Regions from separate parts of the Sus scrofa genome. Here region 2 is linked to region 1. A link is a contact called in public Hi-C data. All regions are on one chromosome and are shown on one strand. The core of a region is the stretch at or near the end of the contact, and the rest is flanking DNA. Distances in the headings are between cores, read along the strand shown.

Evidence for each region. A called contact is a pair of places that touch in the nucleus more often than the background predicts.
Region 2: a contact with region 1 is called in a Hi-C map of liver, with 4 times the contacts expected there. The contact joins the promoter of P4HTM here to the promoter of QARS in region 1. A contact is called at or near these places in 1 of 47 Hi-C or Micro-C datasets (liver) and 1 of 2 datasets of contacts at active chromatin or transcription factors (alveolar macrophages).

The regions. Positions count from the first base shown.
Region 1 is chr13:31,721,311-31,724,894 of Sscrofa11.1, reverse strand. It overlaps QARS (glutamine--tRNA ligase), which reads left to right and starts at 1,695. Exons shown (of 24, transcript XM_021070652.1): 1 at 1,695-1,852; 2 at 1,998-2,145; 3 at 2,516-2,625; 4 at 2,788-2,863; 5 at 3,094-3,158. The coding sequence starts at 1,736.
Region 2 is chr13:31,625,685-31,629,258 of Sscrofa11.1, reverse strand. It overlaps P4HTM (transmembrane prolyl 4-hydroxylase), which reads right to left and starts at 2,029. Exons shown (of 9, transcript XM_003132198.4): 1 at 1,655-2,029; 2 at 1,348-1,429. The coding sequence starts at 1,993.

The DNA of each region.
Region 1 (3,584 bases), core at 446-2,945:
CAGAAGGGGGCCAAGCGGGCATGGTGGAAGGGGGGCAAGACACAGGATTGGATCTGGATACTGATGCAGTATGTGGCCCTGGGCTGAACCTGGCATGTAGTCATTATGTGGAGCTCAAAAATAGATTTGCTCATTAGTGGAATATGGCCACAAATCAGGAAATATTATGGTCAGGATCATGCCCAGTACTTGAAGGTCCAGGAGTTTTAGGGTCACTGAGGCCTTTAGGAGCCTGTGTTTCCATCCCAAATTTGGGGAACTTACCATCCCACCATCAACAGCTCCAGTTCTATAAGAAAATAGATTGGGGACTTCTCATTGTGGCTCATTGGTAATGAGCCTGACTTATCCATGAGGATGTGGGTTTGACCCCCGGCCCAGCTCAGTTGGTTAAGGATCCAGCGTTACCATGGGCTGTGGTGTGGGTTGCAGATGCACCTACGATCCCAGGTGGCTGGGATCGTTGTGGCTGTGGCCGTGGCGTAGGCCAGCATCTACAGCTCTGATTCCACCCCTAGCCTGGGAAATTACATATGGCATGGGTGCAGCCCTAAAAAAAAAAAATAAAAACAAAAACACAGGTTGTACATTCAGTTTTAGCCTGATGATTCCCACCCAGCAGGCCCTTAAGGGCCAAAGAGAGACTAGGGAGATCCCCAAGCATATCATCATAACTATTCTACCTTCTCTGTCCCACACTATTGAATAAAATATCCTGTCAAGTACTTGCATATGGATTTTAAGGTCTAATCTGCTTGTGGTTTTCCTATATTTGCATGCTTCGGTAAGAAGAGTAAGTATGGGGGTTCCCATAGTGGCTCAGTGGTTAACGAACCCGACTAGCATTCATGAGGACATGGGCTCAAGCCCTGACCCAGCTCAGCGGGTTAAGGATCTGGCCTTGCTGTGAGCTGTGGTGTAGATTGCAGATGTGGCTCGGATCCCACGTTGCAGTGGCTTTGGCGTACACGCAGATACAGCTCCGATTTGACCCCTAGCCTGGGAACCTCCGTATGCCGCGGGTGCGATCCTAAAACAGACCAAAAAAAAAAAAAAAGTAAGTATGGCAGGAGATTTTAAGCCAAATCATCACAGAAGTCATGCAAGGTCCTTCCTGGCCCCAAACCTTCCCTTTCCTGGTTAGGGGTGTGTGTGTGTGGGTGTGTGTGTGTGTGTGTGCGTGCGCGCGTGCAGGTGGAGCTGGAAAAGTGCCAAGACTTTTGGGGCGCATCCATGTGCCATTTCAGACGTCTGTTCTGGAGTCTTGACCGGATTTCCCGGGCTTCATTTTGTTCAGCTGTTTCCGTGACAACTCCAAAGTGTGACGTCAGAAACACGACCTACATTGACATTTGTTTCCAAAAACAAAACTGGGATGGTCCCAAGTTTTCCGGGGCTGAAGGAGAAAAGATGAAGAGTAAAATTACCATGATTATGTCTGCCTCCTGCCCTGGTGCTGAACACCTTCGCTCCAGGTTTGGAACAAATCACCTCTAAAGTACCGCCGCTCACTATCCCTTTTAGAGACCTGAAGCACGAAGACGGAAGTAAAGCGGCGGGAGAGGCCGCCCTCTGCCCTTTAAATGTCACTGACGATCCTGGAGATCCCCGCCCCTTCCCTCCAAGGAAGGATACCATTGGCTTTCGCTGACGGCATCTCACTCCTATTGGTCAGTGAGCTAACTCCGGGGCAGATTGGCCCCAAAGTTTCTTTTTGGCTTCCGGCGTCCCAGCAATGGCGGCTCTAGACTCCTTGTCGCTCTTCACCGGCCTCGGCCTGAGCGAGCACAAAGCGCGAGAGACGCTCAAGAACACGGCTCTGAGCGCGCAGCTGCGCGAGGCGGCGACCCAGGTGCAAACCTACGTCCTTGGCCCCGGCTGCCGACTGTGCCCCAAGGCAACTCCGGGCCGGGTCCAGACCCCGACCCACCCATCTTGTCTCACTCTTGCTTTTCTTACTGGAAGTGAGGCTTATCTCCTGACCCCTCTGACCCTAGGCACAGCAGACTCTGGGCTCCACCATCGACAAAGCTACCGGGACCCTGCTCTATGGCTTGGCCTCGCGACTGCGGGATCCTCGTCGACTGTCTTTCCTCGTGAGCTACATAGCTAGTAGGAAGATCCATACTGAGACTCAGCTGAGCGGTGAGACCCTTGCCTGTCTTGCTTCCACCTCCAGCTCCTCCTCTCAGCCAAGATCCCTATCTAACCATTCTGACAAGACCCACAGTGTCACTCTAGATTACTAGTTCTGCATTCTTCTCTAAACTTAGGCCCTGGCACTGACGGAGAGGGCCACCTCTGGGTGAGACCCACTGGAGAACTGTGTAGGTCTGAGGGAGTTTCCCTCACAACACATGCTTCTTTCCTGTGGCCTTAGGGCTTCTCTAGTGAAGTGCAAGACTTACTTTTCCAGGAAGTCAAACTAATTGGGGTTTCATGGATAGGATTAGGGCCCTGTCTTCCTACTTCTTGGAGCTGAGATGCCACAAACTCCTTGGCTTTCCTTTTTCAGCTGCCCTTGAGTATGTGCGAAGTCATCCCCTGGACCCAATCAACACCATGGACTTTGAGCAGGAATGTGGTGTGGGCGTCATTGTGACTCCAGAGCAGATTGAGGAGGCTGTGAGTCTTTTCTTAGGTGTCAGCTGCCTCCTTAATTCTAAGGAGTGGCTTTCAGTACTTAATACTGGAAAGGAGTGGCCCTGCTTTACCAACCAGAAAGTCCCAGGGTGAGGGGATCAGTCCCTAGAGCATGTCTGAAGCTCATGGTTTGGCTTTCTGTAGGTGGAGGCTGCCATAAATCATCACCGATCCAAGCTCCTTGTAGAGCGTTACCACTTCAACATGGGGCTGCTGATGGGTGAGCAGGACCTGGGGCAGGGGACTACAGACTATGTTGTTATCACTGGTCATGCCTTCTCTTCTGGGCATGAGTGAGAGGGAGGTGGAAGGGAGAGTCGGAGCATCTTAAAAGAGGTCTGGCTGGGCCCAGGCTCTAGTTTCTGAGGTCAGCCAGGTCCTTTTCTTGAGAAACAGGGTGGGAAGTGTCCTCCTTTTCCTTTCAGCAGCTTCTTATGCCCATGTTTCTAGGAGAGGCTCGGGCTGCGCTCAAGTGGGCAGATGGCAAAATGATCAAGCATGAAGTAGACATGCAGGTGGGTGCTTCCTTGAGCTGAAGCAGGTGGAGGCCCTTCTAGAGACAGTGTCTAGCATCCACTGAGAGATAAATGGGAGTGAGAAGGGAAGAGAGCCTATTCCTTTTCTGATAGTGGATAGTAGAGCCTGGGGTAGAGGGGGCAGCACTTGGGTGGGCAGTGAAAGACTTGGCTCTCTGGGTTGTGTCTAGTTTGGGGTGAGTTGCTTTACTCTGAACCTCAGGTTCCTCATCTTGTAAATAATGGTGATGGGGCCTCCATCTCAAGATGTTGGCAGAGAATAACAAGAGGGTGATGACTGAGGTAGATGGCTTATCTGGATGCCAGGCCCACAGTTCCTCTCTATAAGTGGTGTTTTTCTTACTTGAGTCCAGTATGGACTTTCAGGAGGGAAAGAACATTTGAGGCCAGTAGAACCATGTGAGG
Region 2 (3,574 bases), core at 780-3,279, 96 kb after region 1:
GAGCTGTGGTGTAGGTAAAGATGCGGCTTGGATCTGGCGTTGCTGTGGTTGTGGTGCAGGCCAGCAGTTGTAGCTCCGATTAGACCCCTAGCCTGGGAACCTCCATATGCCGTGGGTGCGGCCCTAAAAAGCAAAAATTTTCTTTTAATTAAAAAAATAATAATAACAATAATAAATATTTTAGAGCCCTTCCAACAACTGGACTGACACCATAACCTATTTCCCCTCAAATAGCATACATGTGAAATCATTCTCACAGGTCTAGGCATTATTCCTAACCAGGGCCCTCCATCCTAGGGGTAACAGCATGTGCTGAGATGCTCTGCTCTGGTTTCCAGTCCCCTCCTGAAAGCCCCTTAACCACTCCATCCCCCAGCAGCCAGGAACACTTCAGGACGGCAGATGTGTCACTGAGGCTGGGTACCCAGGACTGGACTGGGTAACCTGCCCCAAGCAAGGTCATGGGTCTGGGGACCTCCATTTTGTTGACACTGGTGCTCTTTGAAGGCCTTAAGAGGCTTCACAGCTAGCACACTGGCTTTCAAGTGCAGGCTCTGGAGAAAGGCTGCCTCGTTCAAATCCTAGCTTTGCCCTGAACTAGCTGTGTGAGGCTGGCCAAGCAACCTCAGCTCTCTGTGCCTCACTTTCTCACCAACTAGCCTGACAGCGGGATCTACACTCACCTCGTAGAGGAGTTGTGAGATTTAAATGAAGTGATCACATGCAGGCTAGCATATAACAAGAGCTCAGAAAATGTGAGCTATGAATCTGGTTCCAAATGAGGTCACCCTGGAAGGTGACCTACTGTAATGGCTGAACATGAAAATCCATCCTAAGAGGAATCCTGGAGTGATGGCAGCAAAGGCTGGTGCCCTTGTGGGGCGGGTTTGCAGGCACCAGCTTATCCACACTTGAATAGCCTATTTCTTATCAGACCACAGGGCCCACTTTGGGAGGACTTCCCTTCAGAGGCCAGGCAATCAGCTAGGACCTGGTTAGCAGTCTCTCTGCCCCTCCCCCTAATCTAAAATGTGACAGAATTAACCATGGCAGCGAGTATCCAAAGGCAGTTTCAATGAAATGTTTAGACACTAGTTCTCCCTCACAATGCCCAGCCCTGTGATGGAAGGATCAGAGAGTTGGAGTCACAGAGGGGAGTGTGGAAAGGTCACCCTGTCACTCTATTGTGGAGGTAACAGGGGCAGGAAGTGGGCAACCTGAGTGGAAAAAAAAGGGCTACTTTGAAGCAGCCATTTTCAAAACATAAGTCACGTGCTCAAATGAGCCTCAAGGCAGCTACCGAATCGAAGGCTCTGGACCTTCCCAGGGGCGCCCAAGGGGACTTACCGAAGAGCAGCGGCTTGAGGCTGAGGGTTCGGATGAAGTGATCCCTGTCGGCAACCAGCTGGACCTTGCGCTCATGACCCACCTAAGGGAAAGCGGCACAGCGGAAAGCTGGGGAGCCAGGCCGCAAGGGCCGAAGGAGGGAAAAGGCGCCCCGGCCTGGAGCCCGGGGGTGGGCCAGCGAGTAAAGGGGTGCGCGCAGCACGACCCGAGTGGCGCAGGTGCAGTATAGAGCCCCGGGCACAGCGCCAGCCGTCACGGGCTAGGCGGTGCAGGGCCTGTAGCGCGCGGCGGCGGCAAGAAGCCTCACCTTGATGCCCTCGAGCCGGGTGAGGGGAGCCAAGGTTGGCGCAGGTCCGGGGCTCTGGGTGCGGCGCTGGGGCCCAGGGTCGCTGCTCTCGTCACCGTTGCTGTAGTGTACGAAGAGCAGCAGCGCTAGCACGTTGCCCAGGTACAGATGCACGAACACCATCAGCACCAGAAAGTAGGCGCGCGAGCAGATGCCGCGGGGCTTACCCAGCGGCCGGACCGGTGCATCCTCGCAGTCGCCCAGCCCGGCCGCTGCTCCGACCGGCTCGCGCGGGGGTGGCGTCCACTGCGGACTCGAGTCCTCCCGCCGCGGGCCTGCGGCCGCCGCAGCTGCAGCCATAGCGCCCAAGTGGCGCACGCGCCAATGGGAGGGGCCGATCTCGCCGCGCCGTCGCCCGGACAACCGCCGGCGAGCCTGCGCGCGCCGAGGTTACTAGGAAGACTGTGACCCGGGATGCCGCGCCCGTGCGGAACTCACTATCTCTGCGCCTTGGACCCGGGCCCACACTGGAGTTTTTCTTCCCGAGCTGGATTATCATCAGGCGGAGATACACATTCCCTAAGGCAAAAGCCGACCCATCAAGTGTAGAAGCAGAAAAGACCACCAGTTACAGGAAATGCCCCTGGTAGTTTCTCTGTTCCCCAGTTAGGACGCGCTTCCCTCTTCCCTGAAAAGTGTGGTCTGCATTTTCTCGCTCCTGGGAGGGAGTGAGGTGGCAGCAAGGAGGCAATGCCAAACGATGACTCAATACTGCGGCTGGTTGGGGGCGCCATGGAGGCCGATGCCTGCGTATGTGATGTTGTGGGCCTGACATGGCATTGAGCACTGACACTCGCTGGTGTAAGAGGACAAAAACGCCCTGGAGGTCTCCTCTGTGGTTGGTTTGAACTTCCCAGGGAGGCCTGCAGGAGTCAGGGCTTAGGAAGAAACTCCCTGATGAACGAGGCCGCAAAGATGGGGGACCCAGCCTGTGGTGGTCAGAGGGGGTTTCCGGCAGAAATGCATGTGCTCAGGTGCACAGGAACACTCCTTGCCTCAAAGCTGGTACATATTAAGAGGGAGAAACAAGACTTTTCCATAACTGAGACACCAATGCCTCAGAGTTAAATTCAACTCAGATTATGGCCAAGTAAGATGGGAGGACATACCACTGGTCAAGTGCCAAAGCCTTGGCATGCTCTGTGCTCCCAGTAACCTCCAGGTAGACATGCAGAGACAAGAGCAACATCATTGCTGGTGGTTTCTCCTTATCCTGTTAACACTCCTGCACCCTCCAACTTCCTCCCAGAAAAGTAGAATGTGCATTTTCTGGTCTGCTCAGGGCAGGCCCACCTCTCATTCTCTTAGAGATTCCACACCCAATGAAAGGTTTCATCTATACCCAAGAACATGGGTTCATCTATTCATCCAGTCATCCTTAGGGACTATCTTATCAATCTCCTTAAGATATTACAGAAAAACACTGTCCATGGGAGTTCCCGTCGTGGCGCAGTGGTTAACGAATCCGACTAGGAACCATGAGGTTGCAGGTTCGATCCCTGCCCTTGCTCAGTGGATTAACGATCCAGCGTTGCCGTGAGCTGTGGTGTAGGTTGCAGACGCGGCTCGGATCCCGCGTTGCTGTGGCTCTGGCGTAGGCCGGTGGCTAGAGCTCCGATTCAACCCCTAGCCTGGGAATCTCCATATGCCGCGGGAGCGGCCCAAGAAATAGCAACAACAACAACAACAAAAAGACAAAAGACAAAAGACAAAAAAAAAAAAAAAATGCATTTAAGAAAAACACTGTCCAACAGAAGTTCTGGATGTTTTTTCAAGGAGGGAGGGCAGGTGGCAACAGGAGCCACTGGGGTTCAGCCAAAGCTGGGACGCTGACCAAATAACACCAGTGGTCCAGCATTCTGCTTCAGATGGAGTGGGAAC